Linked DNA regions of Podarcis muralis: region 2 is linked to region 1. The links are chromatin contacts, called in public Hi-C maps. All regions are on one chromosome and are shown on one strand. Each heading gives the region's core, a stretch centred on a gene start, on an enhancer-like site or on the middle of the called end of the contact. The rest is flanking DNA. Distances are from core to core; before and after follow the strand shown.

Evidence for each region. A called contact is a pair of places that touch in the nucleus more often than the background predicts.
Region 2: a contact with region 1 is called in a Hi-C map of tail, with 3 times the contacts expected there. The contact joins the promoter of P2RX3 here to the promoter of TIMM10 in region 1. A contact is called at or near these places in 2 of 3 Hi-C or Micro-C datasets (blood and tail).

The regions. Positions count from the first base shown.
Region 1 is chr1:81,769,061-81,775,591 of rPodMur119.hap1.1, forward strand. It overlaps TIMM10 (translocase of inner mitochondrial membrane 10), which reads left to right and starts at 3,057. Exons shown (of 3, transcript XM_028738544.2): 1 at 3,057-3,195; 2 at 3,865-3,965. The coding sequence starts at 3,895. The region is part of intron 1 of SMTNL1 (smoothelin like 1); the gene reads right to left.
Region 2 is chr1:81,984,372-81,990,902 of rPodMur119.hap1.1, forward strand. P2RX3 (purinergic receptor P2X 3) reads right to left here and starts at 4,100. Exons shown (of 12, transcript XM_028738690.2): 1 at 3,783-4,100. The coding sequence starts at 3,901.

The sequences.
Region 1 (6,531 bases), core at 1,807-4,306:
GACTACAATGTGTTTCAGGTTTGTCTTGCATTGTATGGTCTCTAAGGTTTGCATCACTTATGCATCTGATTCTCGAAACTGCTACTGAATTAGAAATGAATATTAGCTTATCCTGTAACAAAAATGGCTGTCTTGATGCATTACCACAGTGCTTTATTTTCTTCAAACCTTGTCAACAGAGTTTTTGCCAGGCTTGTGTGGTCACAGAGTGCGCTGCACATAAATACTTTCAACGAAAAAGAGAAAGGCAAAAAAGAAATGAGTCATGTAGCATCTAAAACACTAACAAGTATATTATGGCATAAGATTTCAGGAACCTGGATCCACTTCATCAAATGCATGACATTATATCCTCTGCTAGCAGATTACATACAGTATATATGTACACATGTGGGTGCAAAGGAAACAAATATTCGGTTTATTTATTTAATTTTTTCTAATTTATTACAGTGGTACCTCGGGTTACATACGCTTCAGGTTACAGACTCCGCTATCCCAGAAATAGTACCTCCGGTTAAGAACTTTGCTTCAGGATGAGAACAGAAATCATGCTCCGGCGGCACGGCGGCAGCAGGAGGCCCCATTGGCTAAAGTGGTGTTTCAGGTTAAGAACAGACCTCTGGAACGAATTAAGTACTTAACCCAAGGTACCACTGTACTTTTATATACCACCTTTTTTCTTCCAAGTTGCTCAAGGTGGTGTACATGGTTCTCCTCCTCCCCATTTCATCCTCACCCTGTGAGGTAGATTAGGCTAAGAGATGGTGACTGGCCCAAGGTCACCCTGTGAGCTTCAGTTACACACAAAGCAACGAAGCTAGACTCTAGCTGCAACCCATATAAACAAGGTGAACTGCCTTGTACCAAGTCAGACTATTTGTCCACCTACTTCTGTATAGTCTACTAGGATTGGCTGCTACACCATCTGCTACTACAGAGCCTTTTAACAGGATCCAGGAACCTGGGACGTTTTGTGTGTAAAGGAAGTGCTGTACCATGGAGCAATGGCTCCATCCCAAATCATCTTGTTTGTATGACATCAATTTTTGTTTCAGCCAGAATACGAACAGCAAGAAGCAGGAGCAATCTAGCTGAGTCTACACATAACAACCTTGGTGGTTAAATATGGATCTAACACACCATTTTTGTCCCCAGACTGTTTTTGTGTCATTTTATGTTTTACAGGGGTCATTTGCCCATTTCAGGGCAGTGCATTGAGAACTGGGCAAACACAGCTTCTGTCTGTGCCCACCTGTTCCCATTGCAGAAATAAATCAGCCACAAGCCAAATCAAATTTTATCCAGCACTGACCGACAGCAAACTCGGAATGCGGAGAAGCATCTAGCCTCAGAAAGTAATTGTGCAGACAGTCTGTCCTCTCTAGGCTGTCTCGTTACAGGTTCAGAAAAGCACAGCAAGGGCTCTTCATAAAAGGATGAATCTGCAGAGAGCTCCAACTCAGTTAAGCAGCAGGGCATAAGCTACATCAGAGCCAGGAGTCCAGGGTAAAATTTTAAAGTCTCAAAATTAATAGCATTTCCCCAGACATTATGACTCATATTTTCAGATTTCAAAGCCCTGGATTCGTTTTTCATGCAGACAAGTCATTAGGTTTGTCCTAGGCCTGAGATGGCAGTGTCCAAGCAGAACTTTGAGGTATAGGTGGTACATTAGATTTGGAATATAGATTTCCCTGTTTTTCTTCAAAGTCATATGTTCTTTTTTTTACTTTAATATATGGCTGCTGATCTTTTTCTTCCTTCTAACACCATCATGACAGAATACTGTACATAAAAGACTGATAAACAAATAACCTTTTCTGACTGTACTGGCTTGCTCCTTTTTGGCCCAGTATCACCAAGTATCTGAGCATTTTCTTGTCGTGCCTTCAGTGACTTAATACCTGCCACACTCCTTCTGTCCTTTTTCAGGGGACTGTCACACAGATGCCCCCAGGGATTTTTGTTAGGCAATCATGAATTTTGGGCATGCTTCCAGAAATCTGTAGGAGAGTAAGAACATCTACTTGCACTTGATAAAAGAAATGGAAAGGTTTAGGGTGGATATGTTTCCAAAGGTGTCAGCTTATGAATATACCTTTTTCTTTAAGCCTCCATATAATATCAGTGAAACTATGTGACTGATTCCTTAATTGTCCAGGTCAGATATTAAAAGGTTACTTCAGGAGCTGACCAAACAGAAAACAAACAAAAGCACATCTAACTCTTACATGTTATATAACCTATTATAAATGTTTGCCTTCTGAGAAGTCTTGTTGTTCAATGTAGTAGGCAGCACACAGCACAAGCCTGTGCATATTTACTCAGAAGTAAGACTACTAAATCTAAAGGGCCATAATCAAATATATATTCATACAATCACAGCCTTTAAAGCTCCTGAAATATGAAAAGAACTTACTGCATTCCTATTTCAGATAGAAATAAGCATGCAATTCCGTTTTAGAAAGTAATCTGTTGAAAATCCATTTGTACCCACAACTGCCCAAGAGTCTATTATTATTTTCCAGCTAGGTAAACAACAGCAAGTTCGGTGGGTCTACTCCCAAGTAAAACTGAGTACCACCCATGGAGTATTTAAATATGCAAATCAAACTGTTTCCCCTCTCCTTTTGATCAGTTTTCAAACAAATTTTGAAAGGCAGCATATTTAATTCAGCTTATAATTCGTTGCTGTAATGAACAGCTTGTGTGTGTGTGGCACCTTTCAGCTTCTGCTGGATTTCATAAAAACAAACACATAAAGAAGTGGAGGGAAAACCCCTCCTGTGAACTGCTGCGTCTTCTTGTTGCCTTGCAATCCTCCATGCATTTTTATTTGCAACCCCTCTCCCCTTCGGCCTGCGTTTCCAGACAAAGGCAGACAAGAAACGCACTAAATAATACACAAGGTAAATAATGCAGTCAAGAGGCAAGAAGCCCCTCCGCGGTGGGCGATGACGTAGCCGCTTCTCATCCCTTGACAGCGCAACTGAGGAAATCCCGCCTCCTTCCCAACGTCCATCACCCCCTCCTGAACTCTATGGCAACACGGGCCATGGTCCCTCGCTGGGGAAAAGGAAAAACAGGCCGCCTAGAAAGGCATTATACCTGCCAGGAAGTCTCTATGGTTTCCCTGAAAGGCGCGCTGCGGAAGCGCCTGAAACTCGTGCTTCCGGTTGATATTTGTGGCTGGAGGTGAGCGTTGCTCGTGGTGAGGTAGACATGCTGTCCAATTGGCGGGAGTTGATGGGCAGAAGAGCCCAGGCGGGGGACGAGGGGAGAGGACGGGAGCTGCCGCCTGGGGGCTCTTCGCTCCCTCCGTGCGCGTGTACGAGAAGAGGGGGGTTCACACGGGCTGTGAGGAATGAGGGCGGTGCGGGGGTCAGGCTGGGAAGCAGTGAGGCGGCGGGATGGACGTTGCCAGTTTTAATTTTGAAAAGCAAACAGAACAACAGCTCCTGTGCTGTCCTTTTGGGTCCATATTCCCACATTCCCTCACCCCAAGCAGTGGTCTTCTGCATCCAGGTCAGACATCCCCTAATGCAGGGAAACCTCTGGCCCTCCAGATGTTGCTGCACAGTAGCTTCCATCATCTCTGGCTACGGGCTGGCTATCTGAAGGGCTCCCTGTCCCTGCTCTAGTGGGTCAGCAGAGGGTCAGCGTCTGCTCTTGTCACAGCACTGATCTGTTAGGTGGGGTGCAAACCAGCTCACACTTAACTGCCCTTTTACTGCCAGGACTGCAGATGGACCTGACCACTGAAAAACTGAGCAGCGATCTAAAATACAGACTAAGTGGCAACCTTGTTGATTGTGTGTGTACTATAGGTAGAGTCATTGGGTTCTGATCCTTTGTGTTCTCCAGCAGTGTCAAGGACAAATACTTGAATGTGTGATGGATCCTGTGAGGGCTCAGCAGCTGGCGGCTGAGTTGGAAGTGGAGATGATGGCTGATATGTACAACAGGTACCCACTAATCACAAGCATGAGGGCACTCCTCAGTGGTGCTCATTTGAAATGTGCAGCATAAGAGCTATGAAAACAATACGGGCACTGTATGCTGTGACTTGTGTTTTGCTTCTCTCCAAGTACCCCAGACTTTCCAAGATTATCCTCCCACCAAAATGTACTACTTTAGGACCTATACCTTACTAGACATTGTGCAGAACATATTATTAATGTATACCACCCTTCATCCAAAGATCACAGGGTGGTTCACAAAATAGAAACATAGGATAACATCATAGAATTGCCTTTTTAAAAAATCTGATCAAGGCTTCATGTGGTTGAATTGGGAAGCTTACAGGTAGGACATACAGGCAAAGCATCCTTCCCTGTTGTCCGTCTAGCACCTGGTGCTCGCAGGGGTACTGTATTTGAACATAGAAGTTTTATTTAACCATAGTCGTTGACAGATCTAGGTGTCATAACCTGGTGTCCATCATTGCATCTTGTGTCTGAGAATTCCTTATTGGGTAAAATATTTACTTTTGTCTATCCTGAACCTACTGTATGTTAGTTTCATTGGGTAACACTGAATTTCAGTATAATTCGAGATGGCAAAAGATTCCTCTGTTCAGTCAAAATTTGATAAGTCTCTACCATGTTCCGCTTAGCTAAATTTAAAAACCCCAAATGCTCTAGACGCTGCTTGCTAAATGATCTAGCTGGCCCTGCGCAGGGGAAATTATATCACAAATTATGCTTTTATTGTGTTTTTATTATTATGCTCCATAAAATGTGTTCTTAATGTTGCATACTACCCTGGGATCTTTTGATAAAGGGTGGTATTTAAATTGAATTAATAGTAATAATAATAGATAGACAGACAGACAGACAGACATGGCGGGGATTTCAACAATTGGTTTAAAATATGCTTTGCCACCTTTTTGTTTTTAAGCACCAACAATCTGGTATAATGGAACCGATTCCTTTTATACAGGCCCAGCTTATCCAAAGACATTCCCCAGTGCCTGTCAAATCCAAGGCCCTCCTCCAGATGCCACCATTTCATGCATGCATTGAGACCACACAGCTGTTCCTGTCTAGCTGGCCCTGTGCACGTCAGAGAAAGCTACCTTGAAGTTCTTGACTCTAAGCCTCCTAGCTAGCAACCTAATTTTCTCTTTTAGGATCACACAAGTACTTTTCTCTGTGTCACTAGTGCCAACATGCACCACGGCCATTGATTCCTCCCCACCAGTGTCTGCCAGTTCACTCTACAATCTGCATAACAGTCACATACCCAGTTATCTATCTCTCTAATGATTGAATCACCCACGACCAGGTTGCCCCTGTCTCTGCCTGAAGGTGTATCCTTGGCATGAGAGGATAACAGCTCATACCCCAATGACTGGGTCATTCTAAGAGTTCATTTTCCTCTTGCTCAGAGTGGTGCACTCCTTCCCCTAGAGCAGGCATATGCAAAGTCCATTTCGGGGGCCTAATCCGGCCTGCCGGTCAATTTAATCCTTCCCTTGTGGCAGTATATGTCATGGGGTAAAATTGTAAAAAAGCTCAACAGCTTTGGTCGGCCCTCATGCATGTTCACTTCATCAAATCTGGCCCTCTTTGAAAAAAGTTACCCCTGCATAGAGAGTCATTCTGTATGTCAGCAGAGGAGTTGTCACCTGGGGACACAGCATGTCCCCAGAGACCTTGTCCACCAACCTCTCTTGGCTTTATTTCAGGTCATCCACCTTGCCCTCAAGGGAACAAAGTGAGGGCCAGGAGCTCATTTTACTAAGCACACATCCATTACTTTTATCCAAAAGGAAGATAGCTGTACGCGTGGCATTCTGTACAATTTATTGTTTGTTTACTTGGGAGCTTGGGACATGTTAGGTCACTAAGGGGCAGGCCAAAGTATTTTGCCCTGACCTCATCCTGCTGCTGAACTCACTCCTTGATGAGGCATCCACAGGGGCTCTCCTGTTGCTTGTGGACCAGGCTCCCTGGCTAGGTTTTTCCAGATTTATGTCCCTGGCTAGCTTTCCCCACTTGCTAATGCAGCTAGTTAGATCAGGAAGTTCTCATTTGAAAAACACCAAGTTGTAACACAACTGCAGGACTTGTTCAAATTCCGGTGAGTAGGAATTTGGAAGGGGTGTGTGAATTTAGGTCATTTTAACACCCTGGGTATGGATTTTTTTTTTTTATCAGGGTGGGCAGTGATTAAGTGGGGATTAACTTGCTGTGAAAGTTTGCTTTTAAAACTGAAAATAGCTTTTAACTGGTATATAAGGAGCTGAAGCCAATTCTTTGACTTTAGCTTGTATGCTGCACTTAATAACCTTAAAGCAGTCCTACACTGCACTTGTACTGTGGCTTTTTAAAGTGCAAATTACTCCGTAGTTTTTAACTTGTAAGTTACACTTTAGCTTTGAAAACCTGAACTAGTTTTATTTAAACTGAACTGAAACTTTCAGCTGAATCTTGCCCTTGTGCATTAGCTTCTATACCAGGGGTAGGCAACCTAAGGCCCGGAGGCCGGATGCGGCCCAGTCGCCTTCTCAATCCGGCCTGCGGGAAT
Region 2 (6,531 bases), core at 2,850-5,349, 220 kb after region 1:
GGGCAAGGCCCAAGCGGCTATCCATGCTAATGGAACTCTGGTTAACAACGTCAGGGTTGGGGTGGGGAACAATTCACTCCAAGCACTCAAGCAGAGATGGCAGAGGGGGGGGGGGGCTTGGCCTCCACCTATTTCCTGCCATCAGCCCCTCCGTTCATATTCCTCTGGAAGGATGCCCAGGAAACAAGTCTGTGCCTCATCAAACAAATGAACTCCCACCATTCTTCTGGCACTGAGCGCTTGCAGGCTATCTATTTTCAGGTGGGATTCAATCATATACCAGCAAATTCAGGTTGTGCAATTAAAGTGGATTTGGTGTCCTGCATGACAAATCTACTCCCAATCCCCGAAGATTGGACTTTTTGAGATAAGGAAAGTGACCGGGAAAATGCACTTGATGCAATGGTCGTCTTAAGGTCCCGATAAACAAATCAAAGTGAATACCCAATGAACAGACATCACCTAATCTTCCTACAAACAATTCAGGTTCAATGCTCCTCTGGAAGTGTCCACTGTTGCAACTCCCATATATTACTACCACCTCTGCCTATAACCAGGACACTTGCTAATATAGCTGCCCTCTCTCACCATCCCTTTCACAACCCAGAATAGAGCTCGTAATTATTATTTCATATTGTACTTTTATAGCCTCTTCCCAACACTGTTTATACAGGGATAGTCCCACTTATCTCCATGGGACTTTCTGGTAATTAGACTAATCGGCTTTGCAGACTTTGTTTATCCTCACAAGCAACCCATCATTCCATTTAACAGATCAGGGACTGAAACCTGCAGTCAGGGACCTACCGTATGTGGGGCCAGACTCGAAGTCTTGAACCCTAAAGCTCCAAATTCAAGGCCCTCCGTTTCATTGCTTGACTCACAGCAGCGGTGTTTTGTTTTTGTTTTTAGCTTAATCCTGCCCCTCTTACTTGCAAATATTTATTTTACAAAAAAAAAATGTACTGCTTGATTGTAACAAAACTAAGGGGTTTACAAGATATGTTCATTCTCAGTAAAAAAGAGTTAACAAGTAGTTTTAAAAGATTTAAAAAAACAATTAGAATCAGGAGTAAGATAAAAAGAGATTAAAACATATTGACATCTACCTGTTTGGATCAGCTTGCTTACAGAAAAAATACAGTGAAGGTGCCTGCCTGATGTGAATTGGCGGGAAGCTCCAGAGTATAGGTGCTGCCTTTTCACAACAATATCAGTTTCAAAAGTGCTTATTCTGTTATAGCATACACAGGCACACATCTCACATCAGTCCCCACCCCTTGCCTGGGGAAACTGAGGATTTATCGTCTTCCCCTCATTCCGCTGGCTTTCCCGTTCTACTCATTCCAGAAAGCTCTCTGTTAACTAGAAGAAACCATCTCCTAACAATTATCTCCCATAAAGAGACCTTCACGGGCCATTAGGAGACATTAACATTCTTTCGCATGTAAGGCAAAACCATATCATGGACCTATTTAACTGTAATCAATAATAGTAAGCCCAGGGCGCTAGGATACCCAGCAGTGATCCCCCCCCCCTCCCATCTCTCTGTGTGCAGCAAAAGCTGTTTCCATATTACTTCTTTTTTTTTGGCCACCAGATGGCCTTCACAGTCACTGTTCCCTAGGTAGCTGCTGGCTTCTATAATTTCCAACTACTCATAACCTCTACCCCTATATAGTAGTTGTCTCCTGTAACTATGATCTCCATGTGCACAACCTCTCTCTCTCTCTCTCTCTCTCTCTCTCTCTCTCTCTCACACACACACACACACCCCTTCCTGCTGAAGTAGTTTTAAGTTGGTCAGCCTTCTCACAATCCACTAATGTACGTTCTTATAGAGTTAAAGGTAAAGGTAAAGGTACCCCTGCCCGTACAGGCCAGTCGTGACCGACTCTAGGGTTGTGCGCTCATCTCCCTTAAGAGGCCGGGAGCCGGCGCCGTCCGAAGACACTTCCAGGTCACGTGGCCAGCGTGATGAAGCTGCACTGGCGAGCCAGCACCAGTGTCGCACACGGAAACGCCGTTTACCTTCCCGCTATAAAGCGGTCCCTATTTATCTACTTGCACCTAAGGGTGCTTTCGAACTGCTAGGTGGGCAGGAGCTGGGACCGAATGACGGGAGCTCACCCCGCCGCAGGGATTCGAACCGCCGACCTTACGATCTGCAAGTCCTAGGCACTGAGGTTTTACCCACAGCGCCACCCGCGTCCCCTCATCTTATAGAGTTACCATCCCCCAAAAGGCTTCCCTCCTTTACCCCACCCCCCCAATATATATTTTTCTCCCAGAAACAACTTTAAGGTGTCAGTGAGACTACTCCGGTATAAACAGTCTCAGGAAAAACAGAACACAGAACCCATCCCAAAGCAGTTAAGTGAACTGTTACAGTAATCGCCTGCTTCCCAAACCGTCCCAGCTCCCCTGAGAACTGTGGGAAGATGCCTTCTACCAGGTCAGACCTTTTGGCTATCAAGCCCAGCATTGCCCACTCTGACTAACAGTGGCTCTCCAGCGTCTCAAGCTGAACTCTTTCACATCACCTGCTCCCTAATCCTTTCCCCTGAATATGTGGAGAGATGAAGCAGGGGGCTCACATTCAAACGAACACCCAACCCATAAAAGCCACGAGTAGAATGAATTAAAACAACTACCAGGAGCCTCTTGCCATCTGGTAAAGCAAATTTTATCATGGCATGTGGTAAAGTCAGCCTCTCTGTGGGGCTGGATGCTCTGGCTCGGGTGGCAAGTTTGCAATGGCACAAACATAGTGCAAAGAGTTATCAGAATCCTTCTTTTGCTGGAAGAAATGACTATACAGTATGTGTGGACAAGCTTGCCTACATAATCACACGTCCAAACAAAGTCTCTGAAGGGACAACATGAATTTAGCTACTTGGTCTCAGGCACAATAGGCAAATAATTGTGAAGCACTTCTTCAGTTAAAAAGCAGCAGCAACAGCAGCTCCTTTCTGTCTATGATTTCCTTGGGGCTATCTAAGGGCAGAAGCCCATGAATTTGTACAACATCCCCTTAGGATGACGAAACGGGGTTTTAACAAATGAAATTTGCTGTGGCCCTGAATCCAAGTCTCCTGGCTCTCCAAACAGCTCCTCAACTCCAGACTTGTGAGAGATGGTAATCATTTTCTATCCGCCACCCAAACCCCACAAACCAGAGACAACACTGTCCGCAGCCTCGTGGGACCACATAAGCCTTCCTGCCACCTGCAACTGCACGTTCCTTTTCCAGAGCTGACAGGAATGTCTATGTGAGTTATTATTTCCTTAGAGATCTTTGCAAGTTTGGAGAATCCAAGTGAAAATCTCTATGTATTTCAAGTCTCCCTTACAGGAACAAGTTACATTTAGAACCATTCACTTGGCACAGTGCTATTTTTCTAGAAAAAGAAATACCAGAACTCACCATGAACACCTTCCTTGTTTTCTCTTACAGTGGCAATGGTACCCACCTGAGAGGTGCTGGAACTGAGTTTCGGTGATTTCTGACTGAAAAAAAGCCCTGACTTAGCAGCCTTATCTACCTGGTTTCTCACACCCATCAAAAATAAGGCAAGATTTTTAAGGTAGCCAAGCTGTTCTCGGTTACTTCCCCAACACCTTCCTTGTTCTACTGTCCTCTACCAACACCTTTGTGTAAAAAGTTGCCACCTCTTGAGCGATGATGATTTGTGGGGTGTAAGCCCTTACCTTGCTTCTCCCAAAGCCACCCTCCCCCCCAAGTGAGAATATATTTCCCCCATTCACATGCCATCCCTCACCCAATGAAGTAGGAAATGATCAGCAGCTGGACGGCCCGGTTGATCACGCCGATGGTCCAACTTTTTACCACCACCGATTTGGTGGTTTCATAGGTGAAGAAGTTTGCCACACAGTTCATGCCGAAGAAAAGCCTGGGCGCAGAGGAGCAAATCCAAGATGTTCTGCAGACCAGACTGGAATGTCAAGGGTGTTGTGATGGGTCTATGAGTGGTAGACACGGAGGTGTAATCTGCGCAGGGAGAACATTCAGAAGCTTTTTGAAAGGAAGAAGTTCTGCTGGCTCCCTCCTGCTGTTGTCTCCTGCTACTCTGGGCATGCTTGAGAGGCTGGGACCCCTTTTTATAAGATCTCTTTCCCCACCCCCACCCCTACCCAACACCCGGTGATGCAGTCAGAGAAAGGTGGGGCTTTCCAGCTCATCAATTACAAATTGGATTCTAGCGAGTGCCTAGATGGAAGAGATCTGAGCATTAAATAATGAATCTGCAATTGCTGCATTTCCTCTGAGTGGTGTTCCAGCTCTACAGATAGTGCCCCTGCTGTGTCAGACCTTCGCAACATCAGTCAAAGGGGAAGGAAGGAGAGGGGGAGGGGAAAGCGGAATAATATTCCCCTCCGGAGACGACATTGGAAAATGGGAAATCATTCTGACAAGATGCTGCCTGCATTGAAAACAGTGGGATCCTAGTCCCAAATCCGTGACAGTGTGAGCAACAGCAAAAGAAAGTTCCTGGTTATTCCTTTGAGCTATCTGTCTCAAAGACGCACAATTCAAGTTCACTTACCAAAGCTCAGTAGCCGAATAAAAAAGCATATCAGGCTGGGTCCAGGGGTCCAGTTTACGGCATTTGTTTTGTGGGACAGTAGGGACGGTAGGAGAATTTGCCTGAGACAGTGTGAAGCAGTTTGAAGAAGAAAAATTGGAACTGGTCTCAACTAGGGCCAGGGACTTTTCAGTACTGGCCCCGACTTGGTGGAACACTCTGTCACAAGAGACTAGGGCCCTGCGGGATTTGACATCTTTCCACAGGGCCTGCAAGATAGAGCTGTTCCGCCTGGCCTTTGGTTTGGACTCAGTCTGACCTTTATGTTTCCCTCCCCTTATGGGTTTGATCTATGGGCTACTTTTAAAATGAGGCTACATTTTAAATTGTATTTTAATCTGTATTTTAAATTGCCCCCCCATTATGTTTTTATTGTAATTTTACTGGTGTTAGCAGCCCTGAGCCCGGCTCTGGCCGGGGAGGGTGGGGTATAAATACATTTATTATTATTATTACTATTAACAGTTTTTGAAAGACTGTAGAACTTTGAAAGCAACTGGACTAAGGACTTGGCTGTGGACTTTAACACAGCAAGAACTTTGAAGCAAAGACCCCTCTCTGGGCTCAGAGAGATAGAGCGAAGACTACTTGTAACATCTGTAAATTGTGTGTGTGTTGGCGTTGGACCGGTAAAGACAGGTCTGCTAAAGCGCTGTTTTCTGTGGTGAGCTTAACTGCTTGACTGAGCTTCCATGGCATATATGCCCAACACTCCCATCATCCCTTACCATTGGCCATACTGGCTGCGGCAGATGGGAGTTGGCCTCCAACAACATCACTTGACTATTGTGCCTGAGAAGATTTGTTCCTAAGAGTGAACAAAATAACCATGGCACCCCCTGCCCCCCGGGTTTCTACACAAGTTAGTGTTCTGGGTGTGACCTCCCCAGTAGGAAGCTAGCAAGTCCAGAGCACTGACTTGTACAGCCTTTAATTGTCTGTTTCTTACAGCACACTCCCAGTTCTCTTGTGGCACACAGGGTGGGAATTTTGCCTGAGAGGAAAGGGGAAAGGTGGTATATACAGTTTTAAAAAACTAAAAGCAGAACCCATGTTGCAGGCTGAGATTAAAAGGTAGGTTCAGGGTCAGAAAAGGTTAAAAGCAACTATTACTGAGCTACAGAAAGACTTTGAATGGAGCCTTATATGCAAAAAGCCTTGTACAGTTTCAGCTCTTCAAATTATTTACAGTATTGTCCGTTACATTGCTTAAGTGATATTCTGCAATTCTATGATTCTATGAATCTAGAGTTGGAAGTGTTCCCAAGGGTCATCTAGTCCATCCCCTGCAATGCAGGATTCTTAACTAAACCATCCATGACAAACAGCCATCAAACCTCATCTTAAAAATCTCCAAGGAAGAAGACTCCACCACCTTCCCAGGGGGTCCATTCCACTGTCAAACAGCTCTTACCATCACAAAATTCTTCCTGGTGTTTAATAGGAATTTCCTTTCTTGTAACTTGAAACCAGTGCTTTTTTTCTGGGATTCAGGGGTACGCATACCCCTAAACATTTTGTGAATCTAAGTTTGGCCCCATTGAGGGGGCAGTATTCCAAATATGAGTAGGAAAATGAGAGTACCCCTAAACATTTTTTAAGGAAAAAAGCACTGCTTTAAACCATTGGTTTGCCTTCAGAGAAGGAGAAAACAAGCTTGCACCATCGTCCATGTTTCTCATCCCCTGAGTTACACTTTGTGAGTTCCAGGTGTGTGTGATATAAGACCAGAGACAGGACAGGCCCTCCAGTGAGGCAAGGTGAGACAGTTGTCCCAGCGTGGCAGGCTCTGGACAACTTGGAGAGGTGGCAGATTTGGCCTCCAAGAAGCATGCCCCTTGCTCCCTCCTCCTTTGCACACTTGTCCCTCTCTGGCCTCCTTTTACTCCCCCCACCCCTGGACAGTGGCATGTGTGAGTGGTGT